Regions from separate parts of the Sus scrofa genome. Here regions 1, 3, 4 and 5 are each linked to region 2. Evidence: chromatin contacts called from public Hi-C and promoter capture Hi-C data. All regions are on one chromosome and are shown on one strand. The core of a region is the stretch at or near the end of the contact, and the rest is flanking DNA. Distances in the headings are between cores, read along the strand shown.

What was found. Promoter capture Hi-C pulls out the DNA fragments that hold promoters and counts their contacts. Hi-C and Micro-C count contacts between places; a contact is called where the count stands out from the background.
Region 1: a contact with region 2 is called in a Hi-C map of liver, with 2.5 times the contacts expected there. The contact joins the enhancer-like site here to the promoter of MED13L in region 2. A contact is called at or near these places in 2 of 5 promoter capture datasets (liver and skeletal muscle), 2 of 47 Hi-C or Micro-C datasets (epiblast stem cells and liver) and 1 of 2 datasets of contacts at active chromatin or transcription factors (alveolar macrophages).
Region 3: a Hi-C map of skeletal muscle shows a contact between it and region 2, with 6 times the contacts expected there. The contact joins the enhancer-like site here to the promoter of MED13L in region 2. A contact is called at or near these places in 4 of 5 promoter capture datasets (fetal liver, fetal skeletal muscle, liver and 1 more), 18 of 47 Hi-C or Micro-C datasets (adipocytes, alveolar macrophages, brain and 12 more) and 2 of 2 datasets of contacts at active chromatin or transcription factors (alveolar macrophages and skeletal muscle).
Region 4: a Hi-C map of embryonic fibroblasts shows a contact between it and region 2, with 3 times the contacts expected there. The contact joins the enhancer-like site here to the promoter of MED13L in region 2. A contact is called at or near these places in 2 of 5 promoter capture datasets (fetal liver and skeletal muscle), 7 of 47 Hi-C or Micro-C datasets (embryonic fibroblasts, fetal skeletal muscle, mesenteric adipose tissue and 2 more) and 2 of 2 datasets of contacts at active chromatin or transcription factors (alveolar macrophages and skeletal muscle).
Region 5: a promoter capture Hi-C map of liver shows a contact between it and region 2, with 4 times the contacts expected there. The contact joins the enhancer-like site here to the promoter of MED13L in region 2. A contact is called at or near these places in 4 of 5 promoter capture datasets (fetal liver, fetal skeletal muscle, liver and 1 more), 5 of 47 Hi-C or Micro-C datasets (embryonic fibroblasts, fibroblasts, heart right ventricle and 1 more) and 2 of 2 datasets of contacts at active chromatin or transcription factors (alveolar macrophages and skeletal muscle).

Annotation. Positions count from the first base shown.
Region 1 is chr14:36,235,020-36,237,719 of Sscrofa11.1, reverse strand. All of the region lies in intron 3 of MED13L (mediator of RNA polymerase II transcription subunit 13-like), which reads right to left. Among named protein-coding and RNA genes, the nearest start is that of MED13L, 170 kb to the right of the region's middle. Within about 2 kb of position 1,374, at least 3 of the 83 cell types and tissues checked have an H3K27ac peak or open chromatin away from gene starts, as enhancers often do. A contact at or near this core is called in liver, where this site is marked.
Region 2 is chr14:36,060,505-36,063,204 of Sscrofa11.1, reverse strand. It overlaps MED13L (mediator of RNA polymerase II transcription subunit 13-like), which reads right to left and starts at 1,371. Exons shown (of 31, transcript XM_021073127.1): 1 at 1,354-1,371. It overlaps C14H12orf49 (UPF0454 protein C12orf49 homolog), which reads right to left. Exons shown (of 6, transcript XM_013990355.2): 6 at 1,374-1,406. The coding sequence ends at 1,389.
Region 3 is chr14:35,813,052-35,815,751 of Sscrofa11.1, reverse strand. All of the region lies in intron 4 of C14H12orf49 (UPF0454 protein C12orf49 homolog), which reads right to left. Among named protein-coding and RNA genes, the nearest start is that of C14H12orf49, 110 kb to the right of the region's middle. Within about 2 kb of position 1,256, at least 29 of the 83 cell types and tissues checked have an H3K27ac peak or open chromatin away from gene starts, as enhancers often do. A contact at or near this core is called in omental adipose tissue, retroperitoneal adipose tissue, skeletal muscle and 1 more, where this site is marked.
Region 4 is chr14:35,913,296-35,915,995 of Sscrofa11.1, reverse strand. All of the region lies in intron 5 of C14H12orf49 (UPF0454 protein C12orf49 homolog), which reads right to left. Among named protein-coding and RNA genes, the nearest start is that of MED13L, 150 kb to the left of the region's middle. Within about 2 kb of position 1,410, at least 44 of the 83 cell types and tissues checked have an H3K27ac peak or open chromatin away from gene starts, as enhancers often do. A contact at or near this core is called in alveolar macrophages, embryonic fibroblasts, fetal skeletal muscle and 3 more, where this site is marked.
Region 5 is chr14:35,865,744-35,868,443 of Sscrofa11.1, reverse strand. All of the region lies in intron 4 of C14H12orf49 (UPF0454 protein C12orf49 homolog), which reads right to left. Among named protein-coding and RNA genes, the nearest start is that of C14H12orf49, 160 kb to the right of the region's middle. Within about 2 kb of position 1,258, at least 19 of the 83 cell types and tissues checked have an H3K27ac peak or open chromatin away from gene starts, as enhancers often do. A contact at or near this core is called in alveolar macrophages, liver and skeletal muscle, where this site is marked.

The sequences.
Region 1 (2,700 bases), core at 125-2,624, 170 kb before region 2:
TCATCTTTACCTTCTCAGATCAGCCTGCATAGCACTCTAACATCTCTAATCATCACTTTCACCACTGAGTTGTAATGATTCATTTCTATGGCTCTTTTCTCCCAAGAAACTATGAGCGATTTGGGGGCAGACACAGTTATCTATCTTATTTATTAGCAATGTTCAACAAACATTAAGTGCCTATTATGTAATATACTTTATGTTCTGCTCGAAATTAGTAGATGCTCGATAAATAATCTGAGGAATGAAGGCTATACACCAGTGTTTTACTATCCACAGTGTAATACTGTTACTCTTTTTCTTTGTAACCACTAAACATGGGCAACCTCACACTGCTGAATATTCCTCACACTAGTATGTGTCCCTGCTAGTGAGACACTCAAAGTCTGAGATTCCAAAAATTACATATTTTGCTTCTTTATGGTTGATCACCATTCACTCTAGACTAAAATCATAGCAGATACTCAACATGCAGGAAATCACAAAGGTGCTAAAAATTGTTAAGGAGACTAGCACTACTATCCATATTTTCACTATACTTGAACAGAATTAATCTTTTTTTTTTTTTTTTTTGGTCATTTTAGGGCTGCACCTGCGGCATATGGAGGTTCTCAGGCTACGGGTTGAATTGGAGCTGCAGCCACTGGACTACACCACAGTCACCGCAATGCCAGATTCGAGCCATGTCTGCGACCTACACCACAGCTCACAGCATCTGGTGATCCTTAGCTCACTGATAGAGGCCAGGGATTGAACCCACATCCTCATGGTTGCCAGTCAGGTTTGTTAACCACTGAGCCACCATGGGAACTCCTAAGCAAATCTTTTAAAGAGAAATAATGTCACTAAGGTATTAAAAACTATAGAATATTGCAAATATAATTTTCCCTTTTACTCTATTAAATTTTATTATTTTTGAGGGACAAAGTTTGTATTTAACTTGACAAATACATAAAGCCAGAAAACATACCTCATCTGCAAAAATTTCTTCAAATCAACATCACAAATGATGCTAAGAATATATAGCAGTTAACCCCAGGTGTCCACTCAGTAACAACAGTCATTATTACTGAGGTTTTCAAAATCACCTTACCATTAAGATTTGACATTCTGTAAAGTAGTACAATATTATATTGAAATATCACAATGTGATTTCAGATTTATAAAATGTTCTTTATGCAATAGTTCTAAGAAAGCATTTCTCCTCAGAAATAGTTCCGAACCCCCTTCTACCTCCCCCAAAGTCACTGTTTGAAGAATAAAAGAAATAGCTGCTGAAAAATAAAGAAATCAGGTTGTGTATACACATGTTTCTGTGTCAATACTAGTAAATAATTAACTACAAGAACGACTGGATTTTCAAGCTGGCAAGCCACGATCTCTAATCCCCAAATTATGGGCAGATTTAATGTAAGACTATAAGAGCCATAGCAGCAAGCAGAGAATAAAAATCAGCAACCATTTCCCTGATGGGATAGTTGGAAGGTTAAGAAGGGAGCCACCGCTGGCTCTGGCTCCTTCTGTGCCCTTCAAATTATGTAGGTATGGCAGATTTTATAGATTAAAAAGGCCAGGAGTTCCCATTGTGGCTCAATGGTAATGAAGATGCAGGTTTGATCCCTGGCCTCGCTCAGTGGGTTAAGAATCTAGTGTTGCCCTGGGCTGTGGCATAGGTGGCAGATGAGATTCGCATCTGGTATTGATGTGGCTGTGGTGTAGGCTGACAGCTGCAGCTCCAATTCAACTCCTAGCCTGGGAACCTCCATATGCTTCAGGCATAGCCCTAAAAGACCAAAAAAAAAAAAAAAAGTCCAAGGACAGTATTCCTCTAATACCTTCTCAACTAAACCACACCTTAGTGTTAGCATCAACTTACAGAGCTGTTCAGACAGACTAAATTTTATGTAACTTCATACCAGAACATCCCCACCAGCATCCAAGTCTTTACCTCACCAAATCCAATCTACATCAAAATGTACACAAAAATGTGTCCCCCCAAGAAAATGCAGTACTCCCAATTCCCAACCAAATAAAAGAAACCCATATCATTTAAGGCTGAAGAAACCTTTTTCAATTGATCTAACTAAATAGACAATAATAATAAATTTAAGTTTTAAAATTTAAACTCTTAATCCTTTCCCAATCCTAGAAATATTAAATAAAGTGATTAATCTTAAGGTGAACATGTTTCTCTCTAGACATTTATAATTATATATATGCTTTCATTTACTTGTGTCTATAATGTTTGCAGAATCTGTTCCTTTTAATGCATATTCCCCTTAGGTCTAAAGGCTCATTTCCCTACTTCCTTTAAAGACCTGCACACTGTAGCAATTCAATAAAATGGGAATTTATCAATTACTCATTTCCTGCTCTTCTTATAACATTATTTACTCAATAACCCTCAATGTTGCAATTTTACATCACCATTTCTCCAACTAAGAGTACACTACCACCATGTTCTACTAAATATATTTATTATTTTGAAAACCTTGAACCACCACATCCAAGGACATTACTCATGTACCCTCTGAAAATCACCTTTATTGGATCACAATACCATAGGGCATTAAAAGCTACTAATTTACAAACATAATGTTTCTGTTACCATGATTAGAATTCAAATTTTCTCCATGTTATATTTTAACTGTACTTTTTCCAAATGAGTACCTTCACTCTAAGGATCAACTCTTGGCTAAC
Region 2 (2,700 bases), core at 122-2,621:
CCCGCCCCCTCGGGTGCTAGGATCTTTACGCGGCGCTACCTCACCCCCGGAATGCCTGTGGCAGTGGCCGCGGAGAGCTGGGGCCCCTAACCTGTGCCTCTGACGGCCTGGGCGACTGGGTGGTGGGGCTCGCTGTTGGCCAGACAGCATGTCCACGTGTCTCAAGGTTTCACTCTGTCGTCCGTGTTTTGCAAATGAGAAAACTGAAGCACAAAGAGATTAAGTCACTTGCCCACAGCTGGGAAGAGGAGGAGATGGGATTCAAACCCCTGCACCCATGCACAGGGAAGCTAAGCTCTTGCACTAAGGTTTATTACCCTCGCCCAGGAGCGCTTACTGAATACCAGGCACTAAGAAATGCAGAAATGCCTTTTGAACCCTTACTCCTAGGCACTGTGAGCATGCGTTCATTCATTGCATAAATGCTTTCTAATCTCCTGCTTTGTGCCAGAAATTTTTTTTTTTTTTTTTTAACTCCCAGGCACTTTACTAGGGCTGTGTTGGGAGCAGACCTTCCCTCCAGCATTCAATCAGTAACCAACATTTCCAGTATGGGAGTACAGAGGAATGCCACCATAGGGAGGCTCTTTTCCAGCCCTCAAGGCTTGACCTCGATGCAAAGGAGGAGAGAAGATAACTTCTTCATTAACAAGCCCTCGAACGTGGAAGAGCCGTGTAGATTGGACTAAAAGAGAGGAAGAGTGGAAAACAGGAGAAAGATGGAGTGTAACAAAAGGAGAGAAGTGTTAGACATGTGAATTGAGCTTTAGGAACTACTACAAGTAACTGCTAAAGCAAAACCCATGAGCAGCATGTTATAATGTGTACTATCATGGCCAACACTATGTTATAACCCACTGACACTATGTTATAATGAGTGTGCCTACCTTATTTCACATAGTCCTCTGAACAACCACATAAAGAAGATACTGTTATTATCCTTAGACTCTAGGTCAAACCTCAGAAGCACAGTGATATCTCTAAGCTCTCCAGTTAGTGAATGGCTCAAACCCAGGTCTATCTGGCTCCAGAGCCCAAGCCTGTATCCACACGGTTCTGTGGGCAGATGCCTGTAGATTGCTTTGGCAACCCTAGTTGTATTACTTTGATCACCATAGTTTAACTCTCTGAGCCTCATTTCCCAACCTGTCCAAAAGGGGTCCCAGTTGCTGACCCACTGACCTCAGTCCACTGCACATTTCTATTAAGATACTGTTGGTGAAAACGTTTGGAAAAAAGAAATGTCAAAGCACTGTATCGACATGCATGGTGTTACTTGAGCCTGAGCAATCATTGTGATGGTCCATCATATCCAGACATATTTATATCCCAGGAGACCTTCATCCTACACACCTGGTCACCCAGTTCTCATTCTTCAGCAAATCTCTTTAGACTCCCAAAGCAACCTAAGAGGAAAATGAGAAAAGGACATTAATAGTTTAGAGAATAGGAAAGACACATGGCTTTTAAAAATATAAAAAAGATGCTCAGTCTCACTTGCTGCTATTGACAGAATGTATGTGTCCCTCTAAAATTCATATGTTGAAACTTTAATTCCCAGTGTGATGGTATTTGAAGATAGAACCTTGGCAAGTAATTAGGTCACAAGGGTGTAGCCCTCATGATTGGATTAGTGCATGGTGTAAGACAAAACGAAAAGACTTCAAGCCCTCAATTACTCTCTCTCTCCTTCTCTTCTACCCTCTCCCTTTCCCTCTCTCTTGCCACTCCCACCCAGCCCCCTTTGAAGACATAACCAGAGGAGGGTTCTTACCAGGAACTAAATTGGCTAGCACCTTGATTTTGGACTTCCCCACCTCCAGAACTGTGAGAAATAAATTTTCCTTGTTTAGCCACCCAGTCCATGGTAATTTGTTAGAGCAGCCCAACAAGCAGACTAAGACACTCATCATAAGAAAAACAGAAATTAAAATCATAATAAGTATTGACAATATTTTAAAAGCTTAAGCAACTGTGAAGGGAAGTAGAACTCTCACACACTGCCAGAGGGAATATAAATTAGCGCCACAGCTTTGGGCATCAATTTGGAAAACATCAGAATTTATAATGAGCATTCCCTTTGACCCAGCAATGTTACTTTTAGGAGTTTATCCCACAAAGATTCTTGCCCAGGTGTATAACATAGACATGCAGTGCAAAGATGTAAACTATAGTACTGTTTGTTGGACAAACACTGGAAGCAACTTACATGTCCATCATGCGGGGAGTAGTTAACAGTATAATCCAATGCAGCCATTAAAAATAATGAGTTTGCTCTATGTGTACTGACATAGAATAACCTCAAAAAGAAATTATTGATTGAGATATCCCTGGAAGGTTGCATGAAACAATGGTAACATCAGTTGCCTCTGGGGTTGGGGAGTCAAAGTGGGGAGAGAAGTTCCCGTCGTGGCTTAGTGGTTAACGAACCTGACTAGGAACCATGAGGTTGCAGGTTCGATCCCTGGCCTTGCTCAGTGGGTTAAGGATCTGGCGTTGCCGTGAGCTGTGGTCACAGATGTGGCTCAGAACCCGCGTTGCTGTGGCCGTGGCGTAGGCTGGCGGCTACAGCTCCAATTGGACCCCTAGCCTGGGAATCTCCACATGCTATGGGTGCGGCCCTAGGAAAGACTAAAAAAAAAGACAAAAAAAAAAAAAAAGTGGAGAGAGAAACTGCTTTTCACTCTACGCTTTGCATGC
Region 3 (2,700 bases), core at 7-2,506, 250 kb after region 2:
GAGCTAGGCTTAATCTCAGGATGAGGTACAAACATATGGCAGGTACTCCATAACTGCTTGCTAAAAGAATGAGTGAGCAATTGGATGGTTGGATGGATGGATGGACGGATGGAGGATGGGTAGATGGATGGATATATGCATAGGTAGATGGATGGATGAGTGGATAGATGGATGGATGGATAAGTGAATGGATAGATAGGTGGATACATGGTTAGGTAGATGGGAATTTTCTTTAGTATTTCATTCATTGATGGCTTGGGACTTAGTTCAAGTTCCACCAGGCTGTTAAAAAAGAATTTTCTTTCCTTTTCCAATGAAATGTTTCCATCCCCATATTGGCTAGGATAGCTCTCTCCTTTTTAAAAAGGCCACCTCCTTCCTCAAAAAACTAAACACAGAATTACCATATGACCCAGCATTCCCATCCAAAGGAAATAAAATCAGGATCTTGAGGAGACATGTGCACTTTCCTGATCACTGAAGCATTATTCACAATAGCCATAATATAGAGACAACCCAAGTGTCTACTGACATATGGACGGCTAAAGAAAATGTGGCATACACAATGGAATATTATTAGGCCATAAAAAGGAGATCTTGCCATTTGCAACAACAAGAACCTGGAAGACATTATGCTAACTGAAATAAAATGGACACAGAAATACAAATATTGCATGCACATTGCATTCACTTAAATGTGGAATCTGAAAAGGTGGATCTTGCAGAAACAGAGAGCAGAATTAGGATGGTGGTTGCCAGGGGCTGAGGAGTGCAAGAAATGGGGAGATGTTGGTCAAAGGGTACAAACTTTCATTTAGAAAATGAATAAGTTAGGGGACCTAGGCAATAATACTGCTAGTTAATAGTACTGTATTGCATATCTCAACTTTGCTAAAAAACATCTATCTTAAGTGTTTTCACCACATACACACAAAATCCTAACCATGAAAAATACAAATAAAAGGATCCACTTCCGATTGTTTCATTTGAGTCTTTTCTTTTATGCCTTAAAACAAGCCTGGCAGCACGGAGAACACAAGGAGATTATGAAGACAGGCTCTCCTTTAAAAATGACCATGATCTCACTCCTCCTCCCACCGCCGTGGAAACTGGAGCATGGCTCAAGGAGACCTGCTGTCACAGGATCCTGCTTATGGGCACAAAAGCCGGGAAATTTCAGAGCCAATCTGGGCCAGGGGAGGCTGGAGCTCTGAGCTCAAGAGCTGGGCTGGAATGATTCTTCCAGACTGCAGAGTCAGAGAGTGGACTGCCTGCCGGCCAGCCTGCCCAGCGGCAAACAGGAAATCCCAGAATTTATAGATGACCCCGTTACAAGGCAAATGTTTTGGAACAAATTGTTCTTCTTTTTAAATCCTTGTTTTCCACTAGTTTTTCTTTCTGGATTCCCCCTCTCCTTTCCACCTTCCCACTGTCCTTGTTAAACCGGGGCCACAGCGCCACCTGCTGTCCATCATGGGCAGCGGGACTAAGCTGGACTGGCCGTGGGTCCTGTCCCCAGCTCCTCTGCCCAACAATGGGTAGGAGAGTGGCTTTCTGGCTCCTGTCCTGCAAGTCTGTGCTTAAGGTCACGTACCAAGCCGCAGGAGAACTGCTCCTGGGGTTCTTATGTGACTTGAAGACTTGCCGCAAACCCTCCCCACCGCCTGTCCTCTGGGAGAGCCAAAACCGGCAGAAAAAGTGAGTCATGTGGCATCACCGTCCAAGGCCAGGTCTCCACTCCCCTCACACCAGCTGTGCCAGCTTTGGCCAATAACGTCAACCCAATGAGCCTCGATTTCTTCTGGACCCAACTGCGGCTACTTCACCAGGTGGTATGGAAAACATAGGTGCACACACCTGGCCCACAGAAGATGCTTCATCAAGAGCGGTCTCCTTCCTCTCCTATTTGGAGTGCTGCTCACTGGGAAGGAACAGCTTGGAGAGTCTGACATGCAGAAAACTGGCATGTTGCTCTCCTTACAGGAGTGAGAGCTCCCCACACCACAGCAATGCACATGACCAGCCTTGGCCAAGCCCCCACTTGTGAGCTGAGTGGCCCTGCAAGTCTCAGTGTCCTCCCCTGTATGCGACAGTAGTGCCCACACCACAAAGCTTTCTCTGAGCAATGAAGTGAAGGCACATCCAAAACTGAGTAGAGGGACCTTCAGGTAATAGAGTCCTCCACGACTCTGGCTATAATTGTTATTATGAGATGAACAGGGTGCCTAACAGATAGTAAGTGCAAACATCATGGGACATAAGGCAGAAGACCTTGATTAGTATGGTCCAGCCACCGACATGCCATGAGACACTCACCACCACAGTGCCTGATCCTCCTCACCTAGAAACCTTTCTTTATTGAGTAGGACCCTCTGCCTGGGACTTCGTTTTTTTCGTCTGTTAGATGGACATGCCATCCATCCTATCTATTGCTCAGAAATATAGAGGAGATCTGTCCAGGGGTGTGTGCGTGCATGGAATGTTTAAAGAGCTTAGGAAGGAAGGTAGGCTTTATTTTCATTTTGGGTGGCCCCATGTGCCTGGTGGCTTCACCTTCCTCCTCTAAGTGTCCCATGGCTCTCTGGGGTACGTGGGGTTTCTCTAGACACAAAGTAGTGGCCATATCCCCAAGCCCCAACTCACAGGGGAGGGGGTCAGATGAGTTTTATACCATAATGGCCAGAATTCACTCTTTTGCTA
Region 4 (2,700 bases), core at 161-2,660, 150 kb after region 2:
TCCCACTCTTCATGGCTGATTCTATCTTTTCCTTCATCGTGTCTAAAACGTCACCTCCTCAGAGAAGCCCTCCCAGACTGCTGGTCTAAGTGGCCTCTCCCACCATTCTTCTGGTCCTCATTTCCTGTTTGCTTCCTTCAGCACATTTAACCCAAGTTACAGTTTTAGGCATTCCTGTTAATATATTTGAGTACTTGTTGAATATTCCAGGTTTTCGGCAGTGGGGGGCGGGGGGGGGCAGCAGCACACATCAAGGTTTTCCATCCATCTATGTAACTCAGCTCTGTCAGTGTTTAGCACTTAGTAGGTGCTCAGTGCGTTTGGGATGAATGAATGAAAACCTTGTTCAGAGCAGCAAAGGAAGCCCAGGAAGCTGCTTTTTGGCAGGGAAAACATGCCGAACCAGAGGATCCTCCTGCAGGGAGCTGACTTCATCTGCCTTGTTTCCATCCCAAACTTGTCCAAGAGGCTACAGGGCTGCATGGAGGGTACTATGTGTACAACTATTTTTGCAGCTTTTCAGACTTGCGAACAAGCTGCCTTCCCAAGAAAACACATTACACAGTGCCTCCCCCCGCCCCGCCCCTCACAGGGCCAGTGTCCCAAAGATCAGCCCTTTGTTTATGATAATAAAGCAGGGGCCATGGCAACGCACTGTGATGTCATGGGAGTGTGAGGTCATAAATCCTTCCAGAGGAAGAATGGGACAGAGCGGACACAATGGACTCTGGCACCCCCCTTTTGCCCCCCCAGCCTGGCTGGGGCTGTTGCTGGATATGTTTTTCTAGTACCAAGTGGCTCATTTCTTTTTCTTTTTTTTCCTTTCCCCTCTCTTTTTTTCATTCCTCGGGGTGGGGGGAAGGAAAATTAAAATAAATAAATAAAAGTTTTAAAAGACTCTGAGTGGAAAGATTTGTCCCAGGAATTTCCTGTTGGCTAATGTCCAGTTAGCAGGGAATACCAGCAATAATGTGAACAATGCCCGCTCGTCCCAGACCTGCCACGGGAAAACGAGCCCGATTCTCCAGTTTTGTGGCAGAAATAAGGCAAAGCCCTTGGAGAGTTATGGGCTCGGGACCAAGGGGTTTGCAAGGAAATCTTTCCTCTTTTTCCTCCTTTGTCTTTCCTTACACTTAATCCTTCTCCTTCTCTCTCTCTCTCTCTCTCCATCTCCGTTTTTCTTTTCCTTCATCTCAATCCGTCCTGCCTTCTCTGAGACCAGTTCTCTGTTTCCCCTCGACTCTCAGGCTGTCTCCTGCCATCTCGGCCCCATCTCTTTCTCAGTCTGCGTTACTTTTCTTTCTCCTGCTGCGTCTGTCTGAATCTCCCCATCTCTGTCTTGGTCAGCCTCACTGTTCCTGACTCACTGTTGAGCGTGCTCTCTCTTGCTCACTTTCCTCCCGTACTTCCCCTGTGCTCATGTTACTATAACAAATCAACATTTCTGACTCAGAGGACTGAAGGGTAGGCCCGCTGCCCGGGCTTTGTGATCTGCAAGCTGAGCAGCCAGGGGGCCAGTTTTCCGGCTGGGGGCTCCAAGTGGCAAGAGGAGCAGGGACGCGGGACATCTGCACCCGCTCAAGGAACACTTTGGGCCTGGGATTTGGAAGCGGCACAGGCAGCTGCAGAGAAGGCAGCCCACCGTCTTCTGGGGCCTACAGACCTTTCTCTGATGCCCATTTGGTGGGGGAGGGCGGGCAGTGGGGAGGAGGAAACTTCTAGTATTTGGCCACGGCAGGTCCCTTGTCTTGCCCAGAGCCTCCTTCTGACAACCTATACGATGTGCTCCACCAGCCCCCATATTTAACCTAAATCCAGGTTTTTTGCCTTAAACTTATCAATGTTTGGGCTGGATTCTTCTTTGTGGCGGGGACTGTCCTGTGCACTGCAGGATGTTTAACAGCATCCCTGGGCTCTACCCACTAGATGCCCGTAGCATCCTCCTCCCAAATTATGACAACCACAAATGTCACCAGACATGGCCAAATGTCCCTTGTGGTGGGGGTAAATCACCCCTGTTTAAGACTGATGGCTCTAAGCCATCCTGCTCTTCTCCTTCTTCCCAAATTCCTCACTCCCATTTTTTCCCTTGCTAAAATCATCCAAGGCTCCCTGTTATTATTATTACTATTATTTTTTACTATGTATATCATAGTGCACATCCATCTGGAACTTTCTACGTGGCCAGGGACTGGGCTAAGTGCCTTGTATATATATGAAGTAATTTCCTAGTACCTATCTCCTAGGGCCGTGGTGAGATCCTCATGACAAAGCCACGCCCCTCACCCCAGAGCTAAGCCAGTAGGTATTGTTATTATTGCTGTTCTCTGTGGGTCTTAGTTTCCCTAAGCCTTTTCTTGCCTCTGTGCTTTTCACCTGCCTTCCCTCGGCTTGCTCTGACCCCATCCTCTCCCTCCACCTGCCTGGCACCTACCCCCTCTTCCCCAGGACCTGATTCTAATCTGAGCATCTTTGGGCTCCTCCACTGGAGGCTCCTCTCTCTTTTTAAGCAGTTCCCAGCTGAACAGCCCCAGGGGAAAGCTGGAAGCTGGGGTGGGGCGCAGGGGCGATGGCTGACTCATCCGTGTCCCAGCAGTAGATGGGTTTGGGGCTTGGTGACCACTGAAGTTTCTGATGAAAGTAGGCCAGGTACTTTGGGTGGGAGGCCTGTGACAGGGGCATAAAGAAGAGGAGGAGCCA
Region 5 (2,700 bases), core at 9-2,508, 190 kb after region 2:
AATTATACTGTAATACAGGTATCAAAATATGAAAACCCGAGTTTGTGAAATAGTACTATTTGAGCTTCTTTTATTATGTCGTAAGTATCAAGATCTAGCCACTGGGCTTTGTCCTACTGCAATTTTTAAGTTGTGAGGAGCACAAACAATATTTTGATATCTCTGCAAGGACTGTTAGTGATAGGAAAGTCTCTGCCATCTGCACGTGTCAGTTCCTGCTGAAGTCACAGGAACTGCTGATGCTACAGAGGTTTATCACCTGCATTCCTCAGAGAAGAAAATGCTGCCTTTCTACTAGAGGTGAGTGAAAGTAAACGTTATTTTTTTCCCCAGCTAAATTCATGGACCCCTAATTTCCATCTACACATCTGCAAGGGGTCTCAGGATGCCAGATTTTGGACCCTATTAATCAAGTGGCTTTTCCACACACTACTACTTTCCACAAGCATCCAGGGCTGCTAAGAACCTCAGTAACCCAGCTGGGAAGACACTGCCTGGGGTCGCTGTCCTATCTTGTTCTGTGATTGAGCACACACCTGTTCAGTTCTTCTACATCTCTGAGAGGACATGGTGATGACAGGTGGAGATGAAGCAATAAATAAAGGCAGGAGGGCAGGGTAGTCAAGAGCATGGCTGGGGTAGAAGCATCACAGGGGATTGGATGCACAGTCAGATGCTCCCACTCATTAGCTGTGTGTCTCTGGGCAGGTCAGTAAGGGACCAGGACCCAGCTCTCTCACCTGTGTGGTGAGGCTGAAGCATATGCCCTGGTGGGGTGGCTGTGAGGCCCCAGTGAGACAAAGGATGGAAAGTTCTGGTACAGCGCCAGTGCATGAAAAGCACTCCATAAAAGACAACTGTTTGAGAGCCACCTTGCACTTTCATTGTTTATCGAGTGCCTCTCTCCAAATCCTGTAGAGTACAACGGATAGTTTTTGAATCAGAATGTTCCAGATCACTGCTTCTCTCTGTCTCACCTGGAATCCCACTCTAGGAAGGGGCTATTCACGGCTGAGAGAGAAAGTTGCTCTCTTTCTCCCAGCCCAGTACGAGCTGATGAGTTAGGGAAGCGCACATTTAACATCGGTTCCATGGCTTTTCTTTCTTCTTTTTTTTAATTGTCCACCAAAGCTGAGTTGCTGAGTGAATCGTTAAGGGAGCGAATTCCAAGAGCGTGAGCTTCTCTTGTTTCCCAGGACAGGTTTGGGCCAAGACAAACCTCGGTGATGCCAACAGCAGTTGCTTAAACAGTGGAGCTCAGAGCTGGCTTCCCAGCCTGGCTTGCATGGCTCTGTTTGAACTTTCTCCTCTCTCCTTCCACCCAGTGATTAAAGGAACCACATGGAACTTTTTCCTTATGCCTCTTCCCCTTCCTTCCCCATGCACCCCTTTGGAAAGGCTCCGCAAATTCCCTGTTTCTCAAAGAGCCTGGAGCTGTGGCCTCTTGATTTATGTTCATTTGGCAACAGGAGGTTGCAATGGCCTGAGAAGCCTGAATAACTGGAAAAGGGAAATGGAGAAGGGTGGGGCTGATGGGAGGGCCTGACTGTGGCTTGAGCTTGGCCCTCCCCACTTCAGACCAGAGCCAAGGACCCTGGGACCAGTGGCCAAAGGAAAATCAAACCAAGTTGCTGGAGTTTGAAAAAGAAGTCAAAGTTGTCAAACTAACAAATCTGTTCTTTATGGACGCTTGGTGATTCCTGGTTTTCTCCTTCCAGATCCCTCCTGGCCATTTTGGGTTTAATAAATATGGGGAAAAAGGGGAAATTTTAATTGCTATGCTTTCATCTCACATATAAGGTTGTATCTGTTTCCCAAATTAGATCTTGTGTGACTTGAGGGTAGGGACTATTCTTCTTTTCTTCCTTTTTTTTTGCTTTTTAGGGCTGCACCCGCAGCAAATGAAGATTCCCAGGCTAGGGGTCAAATCGGAACTGTGGCTGCCTTCCTACGCCACAGCCACAGCAATGCCACATCCTAGCCACATCTGTGACCTACACCACAGGCTCATGGTATGCCAGATCCTTAACCCACTGAGTGAGGCCAGGGATCAAACCTGCATCCTCATGAATGCTACTCAGATTTGTTTCCGCTGAGCCACGACGGGAGCTCCCTCTTCTTTCCTTCTCTCCCAACCTCCTTCCCTTCCACAACTATCTATTGAGCACCTACTATGTGCCATCGTCATCTCTTCTCTACTCCCACCCTAACACTTAGCATATCTGTCTCCCATTAGGTGCCTAAGTGTTGGATGAATAGATGGACAGATGAAAGAACAGATGGAGGTTTAGGTGAGACTCCAGGAAGTAAGCCAGGGTCTTTGGTTCTTCTGGAAGGTTGTACATGTGATTAACATCTCAGAATTGGAATCCCTGGCAGCAAAGATGTAGGCTGGGACTGCAGCTGGGATTAAGGACATTTGGTTGCCAGTCCCAACTTGGCCACCACCTTGCTGTGAGCCTGGAACACTTTATTTAACTCTTTGGGCTGTAGTTGTCCTATCTGTAAAATGGAAGCAACCTCAAGACTTTAGAGTTCTATTCATCTTCAAAACCCTTTACCCCAAACCAATGAAATCAGATCCTTCCATAAAAGAATTGTGTGACTACCAGCTTCACTCTCAGCTCAGTCATTGCTTGGACTGTTTCTTCTTGGTCTTACATAGAATTGCCCATGTCTTATCTTGTTCAAGAAACAGCT